Linked DNA regions of Pan troglodytes: region 2 is linked to region 1. Evidence: chromatin contacts called from public capture Hi-C data. All regions are on one chromosome and are shown on one strand. Each heading gives the region's core, a stretch centred on a gene start, on an enhancer-like site or on the middle of the called end of the contact. The rest is flanking DNA. Distances are from core to core; before and after follow the strand shown.

Region 1 (3,019 bases), core at 416-2,915:
CTTGCCCTTTACTGTGCGTCTTCTCAGGAGCTGTCATTTAGACTTTCTGGACTAGGAGCTAAATGACGTTTAAAGTCTCTTGAGTCATTTCTAACAAATATGAATGGAGTCATTTGCCGTAACCAACAACTTTATTCTCCAGATGTTTAATTGATCCTGTATTACTGTCTAATGAGAACTTACTGTATGCCACGCACTGTCTAGTTGGAGTAATGATTGGCCTTGCCTTCAGGGTAGTCTGAGGCATAAGATCAGAGAGGAACAGATGGCAGCTGTTTGTAGAGAGAAGTGATCATTGGCAGAGGGGTGTTGAGGGGAGAAAGCAAGGAGGGGAGGCCTCATGCAGCTAGTAGGGATGGCAGTAACAGGCTGAGGACACAGAAGGCCACCAAGTCCTGTTACCTTAGATGGGGCGGACTTTGTTGAGCAGTTGAAGTGTGAGAGTCTTGTCTTTAAGGAGCCTCCTGTCCAGAGAAGGAGGCACACAGCACTAATATCAGGTAGGTAGTGATGAGGTCAGCTACTGTGGAGACAGTGTGGAGAATCTTGAGTGCCTTCTGTCGGTCTTACTCTGAGATTAGGATTTAGGATCATTATAAGAGACTAATAACAGAATGATATGGTATTTTAGTTTATGAAAGACTTGCCACTAGATAAAATTTTTCTATAGTAACAGAATAATCATTAAGAAAAATCTAGGTTGTTCAGTGTCTCTTCTGTATTTTCCAAGTCTGAAAAGGTTTATTCTGCGTTTAATGACGTCGTACCAGAATGGCCTTTCAAAGACTGTCAAAGGCCTGAAGGAAAGCTGGTGGAGTACATTTCCTAGTACACGTCCCAAGGGCCCGTTTGTTCTGCTGTTGCAGAGGTTGTGCTCGTTCGCTTTTGTAGGTTCCTTGCAGTTATTGAACAAACCACTGGGTGGTGCTAAAAGACTTGATTTTAATACTGTGGAAGAAAAACAGTGAAACTGCTTTTTAACCTGCCTGCGCCTCAAAATAAGCAAACTGGAAGCTGGTATCGATTTAAGGGAATGGCTGATGTAGAAACTAAAGGTTTCTGTCTGACTAGTTCACGCTGTCTCACAAATAAATGCTGAGAAAAAAGTCGGTTTATAGTTGATTTATGTATCCTCTGATTGCATAGAGATTGAATGGTCAAGCCTCCAGGCCATGCAGATTATTCTGGGCCCCTAACTCAGTTAAGAACATGAAAGGAGGCCAGGCACAGTGGCTCACACCTGTAATCCCAGCACTTTGGGAGTCCAAGGCAGGCGGATTGCTTGAGGCCAGGAGTTCGAGACCAGCCTGGCCAATGTGGCAAAACCCTGTCTCTAGACTTTGTCTCAAAAAAAAAAAAAAAGGAGCTGTGTTTTCAGACAGAGCTTAGTGCAGCCAGTTCTTGATGGCTGTGCACTGCTTTCCTTTTAAGAGTGGAGTTAGCCTTGTCATAAAGCATGTTTTTGAGTCTGTTCGAACGGGTCAACAACGAAGGGAAGTTTCAGGCAGATCTTGTATGCCTGGCCCTGGTGGCTGCTTTAATTTCCTTCCAGTATCAGTGCTAAACAGGAATGAACATCTTCAAGCCCTGTCTCACCCACCTCTGGCATCTTCGCCCTAACTCTGCCCTAGAAGACCTTTCCTTCCGTATCGTCAAGAAGACTGAAGTTGCTGTTTGACTCCTTCTCCCACCCAGAAACTTTGCTGCATCTTCCTGGATCCCTGGCTCCTTGCACCCATGATCCTGTCTCCTTCCTCAGCCCGGCTTCTGGCTGAGCAGCCTGCACTTGCTGTCTTCACTCCTACACGCTGCCCCCACTCCTACACGCTGCCCCTGCGTGCTTCTCACTTCTCTACCCTTCCAGCCCTGCACTCTGGGGACCTGTGCATATGTTTGTGTGATTATCAATCTGTTGAACCTGGGAGGTCGAGGCTGCAGTGAGCCATAATCATGCCACTGCACTCCAGCCTGGGTAATAGAGCAAGATCCTGTCTCTAAAATAATAATTATGATTGGGTATGGTGGCACACATCTGTAGTCCCAGCTACTCGGGAGGCTGTGGCACAAGAATTGCTTGAGACCCAGAGGCGGAGGTTGGAGTGAGCTAGGATGATGCCACTGCATTCCAGCCTGGGCGGCAGAGTGAGACTGTCTCAAAAAAAAAAAAAAATCAGTCACTTGCTGGTCTTTTAATATACATATACTATTTACTGGTGTCCTCTGGGTATCTTTTACTAACATCTCTAAAACTGAGCTCATTACCACACTAAACAAAAAATAACCTGCTCATCTGTTGTATTCCTCCTCTAGTTGGATAGCACTGCTGCCCGAGTCAGTGAGAACCTTCTAGTATCTCTGTTCTTCCTCAGCTTCCATTTGGTGGCTTCAACCCCTGACCTTCCCAGAGTTTCTGCAGCCCTTGGATTGGGCTAAGCATCCTTCCCCCACCCCCCACCCCCCATCCCCCAACACCCCTTCAGCTTAGCCTATACAGTGTGTGTTTGGAGCCAGGGACATCACAGTTCATCCCTTCACTGGTCTGCGAGCTTGCCTAGGGCAGGACCACCTCGCATTCATCTCTGTGCCTTCCTTACCCGGTGCCTAGACAGGGCTCAGCAGGGGTTTACCCGCCTTCAGCGAAAGGCAGCGTGTTATTTAACAAAGGTTTCAGCCACACGCCATGGCTCATGCCTGTAATCCAAGCACTTTGGGAGGCCAAGGCAGGTGGATCACTTGAACTCAGGAGTTCAAGACCAGCCTGGCCAACATGGTGAAATCCTGTCTCTCCTAAAAATACAAAAATTAGCCGGGCGTGGTGGTGCACATCTGTAATCCCAGCTACATGGGAGGCTGAGGCAGGAAAATCACTTGAACCCAGGACACAGAGGTTGTAGTGAGCCAAGATCGCACCACTGCACTCCAGCCTGGGTGACAGAGCAAGACTTGTCTCAAAAAAACAAAGGTTTCTATGTTAGAAAGATAGCAGGTTTTGAGTCTTAAGGTTAGGTTTTAAAAAAAA
Region 2 (3,257 bases), core at 701-3,200, 220 kb after region 1:
GGACGGTGGCTCAGGTAGGTCCCTTTGTGGTTTTGCATCAGCAGTGGTAGAAGCCCTGATTCGGATGGGGTACAGAGTAATTAAAAACAAAAAACAGTTCACAGATGAACAGAAAGGCAAAACAGTTCCCAGGAGGGAGACGCCAACTTCTCTTAGTGTGGAGGGCAAGCATAAAGGAAGACCCTCAGACTTTGTCACAGATTGCTTCTTGATGCGTCCGGCAAAAAATGTACAAACCAGGCAAGTTTAAGGCAAGTCCCCACGAGGGGAGCTGTTGGCTTTCTGGCATAATTTTAAGCTCCGCACCAAGGATCCTATTTTATCACCTGTGCCGTGGGTGGAGAAGAAAACGTAAAAGCTAACCAAAAACTCCAACAAGAGGGCGCCATCCTGGCCATTCCCAACTGGAGCGCTGCCTGCAGTGGCACAGTCGCCCCTGCCAGGGGCTGGCTGCCTCACGGTCCCCTCCCCTTCCCAGAGGTGCCCAAGGGCTGGGCCCTGCCTCTCCAGTAGGGATGCCTCCCCTGCCCCACACACAGCATCGGGCTGCCTCAAGTATCAAGTCACCGAGCCGCAGCTCTGCTCTTACCTAGGTGCCATTTATACACTGCTAATTTGGCTGGAACAAAAAAAAAAAAAAATCAGTTCCAAGGCCCTCAAGCACTCAAGATTTCTTTAAAAAATGAAAGCACGAGGGCAACGAAGGGCCGCACAGGAACGGCTGTTCTTTGGATCGAGATGTCCTCCAACAGCAATACATTCATAGTAACCACGGGCAGGACCCCGCGGCTCTCTCCCCTCTTCCCTGAAACGTCGGTTTCTAAAAAATAGCTTGTTTGCTGTACACAGCCGGTAAATGTTACACTGCCTAAACAATACTGGCAATTTTGACACACATGCACACACGCGCACACACGCACAGACACGCACACACACAGACTTGCTGAGAGGGTCAAAGGATGTCTCTTCCGGGGCAGCGGGGAGTGTGCCGGAAGCCACCTTCACTGTTCAGTGCACAGATCTTTTGCAACTTCAGTGCAAAGCATCGGAGCTAATTGAGACCAAAACGTCTTTCTATGTAAACGCCCTGCTGTGATCCGGGGAGTGCACTGCTGAGTGGCGGGGTCAGCAGGAGCCCCCTGAAATGACTGCTTGGAGAATCCCTGTTCACTGGATTCACTGTTTTTCTTCATGATTGGAAACAGCAGCTCAGGACCCAGGATTTGAATAACCCATGTAATAACCCAAAGTATTCTCCACAGAAGCCCCAGCTCTGCAGGAGGCCACGGCGTTTGGCTTCTTCGTGTGGCCACACACCTTTCCGTTGTTGTACAGGTGGGGACTAAGAGCCTCTTCCTCTGCCATCTGTGACTATAAATATATAAAACTCTGCTTGCTGCAAGCAATTGGTTTGTGTAGGTTCCAGTTGCCCTGTTGGTCACAGATGAGCTGTTGATACCCTTCAGACCCCAAATAAATAACTGGAAGTCTGTGAGCAAGTTTCAGTCTGATGAGCCACGCCTCACACTGAGAACTCCGGGCCGCCTTTTCTGGGTCTCGTGGGCAGTCGCCTAAATCGGAAGCCCACAAAGGGATTCATCCAGAGGAGTGAGGGGGGCCCCCCAAAGACGGACTTCATCCCTTCCCATCGCAGCCTCCGCTCCCATGTGGGCTTCTCACTTTTCAATCGCTCGATCTCCTGGAAGCAGAAAGAAAAGCAAGTGGCAGCGGCTCCAGGAAGCTCGGCAGACCCCACCAAGCCTCAGAATCACACCGTGCTCAAGCACAGTGTGGGCTCGATGGAGGGTAGGTGAGTGAACTCTCCTTCCCAGCTCTGCCCCGATCCAGACCCCGTGGCCTCTGTGAGCCCAGCCCGGCTGCAGCCACGTGGCCAGCCCAGACTACCACAATGGCCCTCCCAGCCAGGCACCAACATTTGTCGCTCGTTAGTTACTGTGTACAGACATTTACTGAGCGCCACTCCAGGCCTGCAGAGCCAGGCCCTAAAGGCAGTCAGTTCCCTGAAATTTACTGACTGCACTGGGAGCTGGGAATCTGCCTGGCTCTGCTGACTTGCAAATCAAACTGAGACTAGAAATATGCACTGCCCAGAATGAAAGAAACAGCAAACACAGGGAGCTGGTTGCAGCTCATCAAGACCGTCCCATTACGTTCCCGAGTCAGTCCACAGGCACCTATTGTTGACATTAGGACTTTTCATTTACTCAAGCTTGGACCACATATGAAGTCCACACAGCCGAGAACAAAGCTTACCGTCTCGTCATTGCATATGGAGTGGATTTGGGTGCCAAACATAACTGCAGTGAAAGTGAAAAACAGAAGACCCTCAAGGCACAGGAAGATCAACAGGATTACAGTTATCGGAGGTGAAAAATCACTGCATTCTGCGGACAAGAGGAAGTTGGTTATAACTGGTCCTGAATACCCCGAGTGGCAGAATGTTGGGCTCAGAGAAGAATCCTCTAGGGCCAGCCCCTGGCCAGCTTCCAGGGGGAAGTTGTTCACTTTCTAAATGGGCACATTCATTGTTCTCCAAGGAGCAGAGGAGGGCCACCCTTCCAAGCAAAAATTCATACCATGACTTCCTGGCCAGTGGTTTCAAAAGAGTCTGTATTTTCTGTGGTTTCTATTGACACTGTATTTGTGAATTAAATGGCAAATGAAGCCAGACCAGAAGAGTTGTGTGCACCCATACCAGTGAGCAGTGCTCACAGGAGTCTGTTCACCATGTTCCCCTGGGGTGGGATGAGCCTGTCCAGACCTCACTGCCTATCTAAGGTAGGATAACGAGCACCTATTTTCACTACACTTGCTTAGGGTCGGTCACTCAGGTAAGCAACGCGAAGCCTGCTTTGAACAATGGCGAGCTAGCTGACCAGGAGACATAGACACAAGCTTTTGGGGCAACAATATACTAGTAAAATGGTGGTGTTAAAACTTAACTAAATTCTTTAAAATTCAATTGCTAAAATAATTGCAATGATTTCCTTCAAAATTGGAAACCTGGTTCTTCCTTTAAAGCTTTCCCCTTTCACCCAATAACAGCATGCAAAGCCAGGAATGACACACAGCCAGGGAACTTACCAGTCCACTGCCCTCGGACACAGGAGATGAACTGAAATCCACAAAGGATCAGAGCATGGACTGAAGACAGAGCTATATACATCTAGAATGAGGGGGAGATTGGTTAGTCACTTTTATTTTTTACTTTTTTTAGAAACAGAGTCTCCCTCTGT

The links. Capture Hi-C pulls out chosen DNA fragments and counts their contacts.
Region 2: a capture Hi-C map of stem cell-derived neural stem cells shows a contact between it and region 1, with 4 times the contacts expected there. The contact joins two enhancer-like sites. A contact is called at or near these places in 3 of 7 Hi-C or Micro-C datasets (induced pluripotent stem cells and stem cell-derived neural progenitor cells) and 1 of 1 other capture datasets (stem cell-derived neural stem cells).

Annotation. Positions count from the first base shown.
Region 1 is chr18:82,921,711-82,924,729 of NHGRI_mPanTro3-v2.0_pri, forward strand. All of the region lies in intron 4 of USP10 (ubiquitin specific peptidase 10), which reads left to right. Among named protein-coding and RNA genes, the nearest start is that of USP10, 59 kb to the left of the region's middle. Within about 2 kb of position 1,666, at least 9 of the 24 cell types and tissues checked have an H3K27ac peak or open chromatin away from gene starts, as enhancers often do. A contact at or near this core is called in stem cell-derived neural stem cells, where this site is marked.
Region 2 is chr18:83,144,986-83,148,242 of NHGRI_mPanTro3-v2.0_pri, forward strand. It overlaps ZDHHC7 (zinc finger DHHC-type palmitoyltransferase 7), which reads right to left. Exons shown (of 9, transcript XM_016930300.4): 7 at 3,106-3,187; 8 at 2,275-2,405; 9 at 1-1,699. The coding sequence ends at 1,523. Among named protein-coding and RNA genes, the nearest start is that of ZDHHC7, 36 kb to the right of the region's middle. Within about 2 kb of position 1,951, at least 4 of the 24 cell types and tissues checked have an H3K27ac peak or open chromatin away from gene starts, as enhancers often do. A contact at or near this core is called in stem cell-derived neural stem cells, where this site is marked.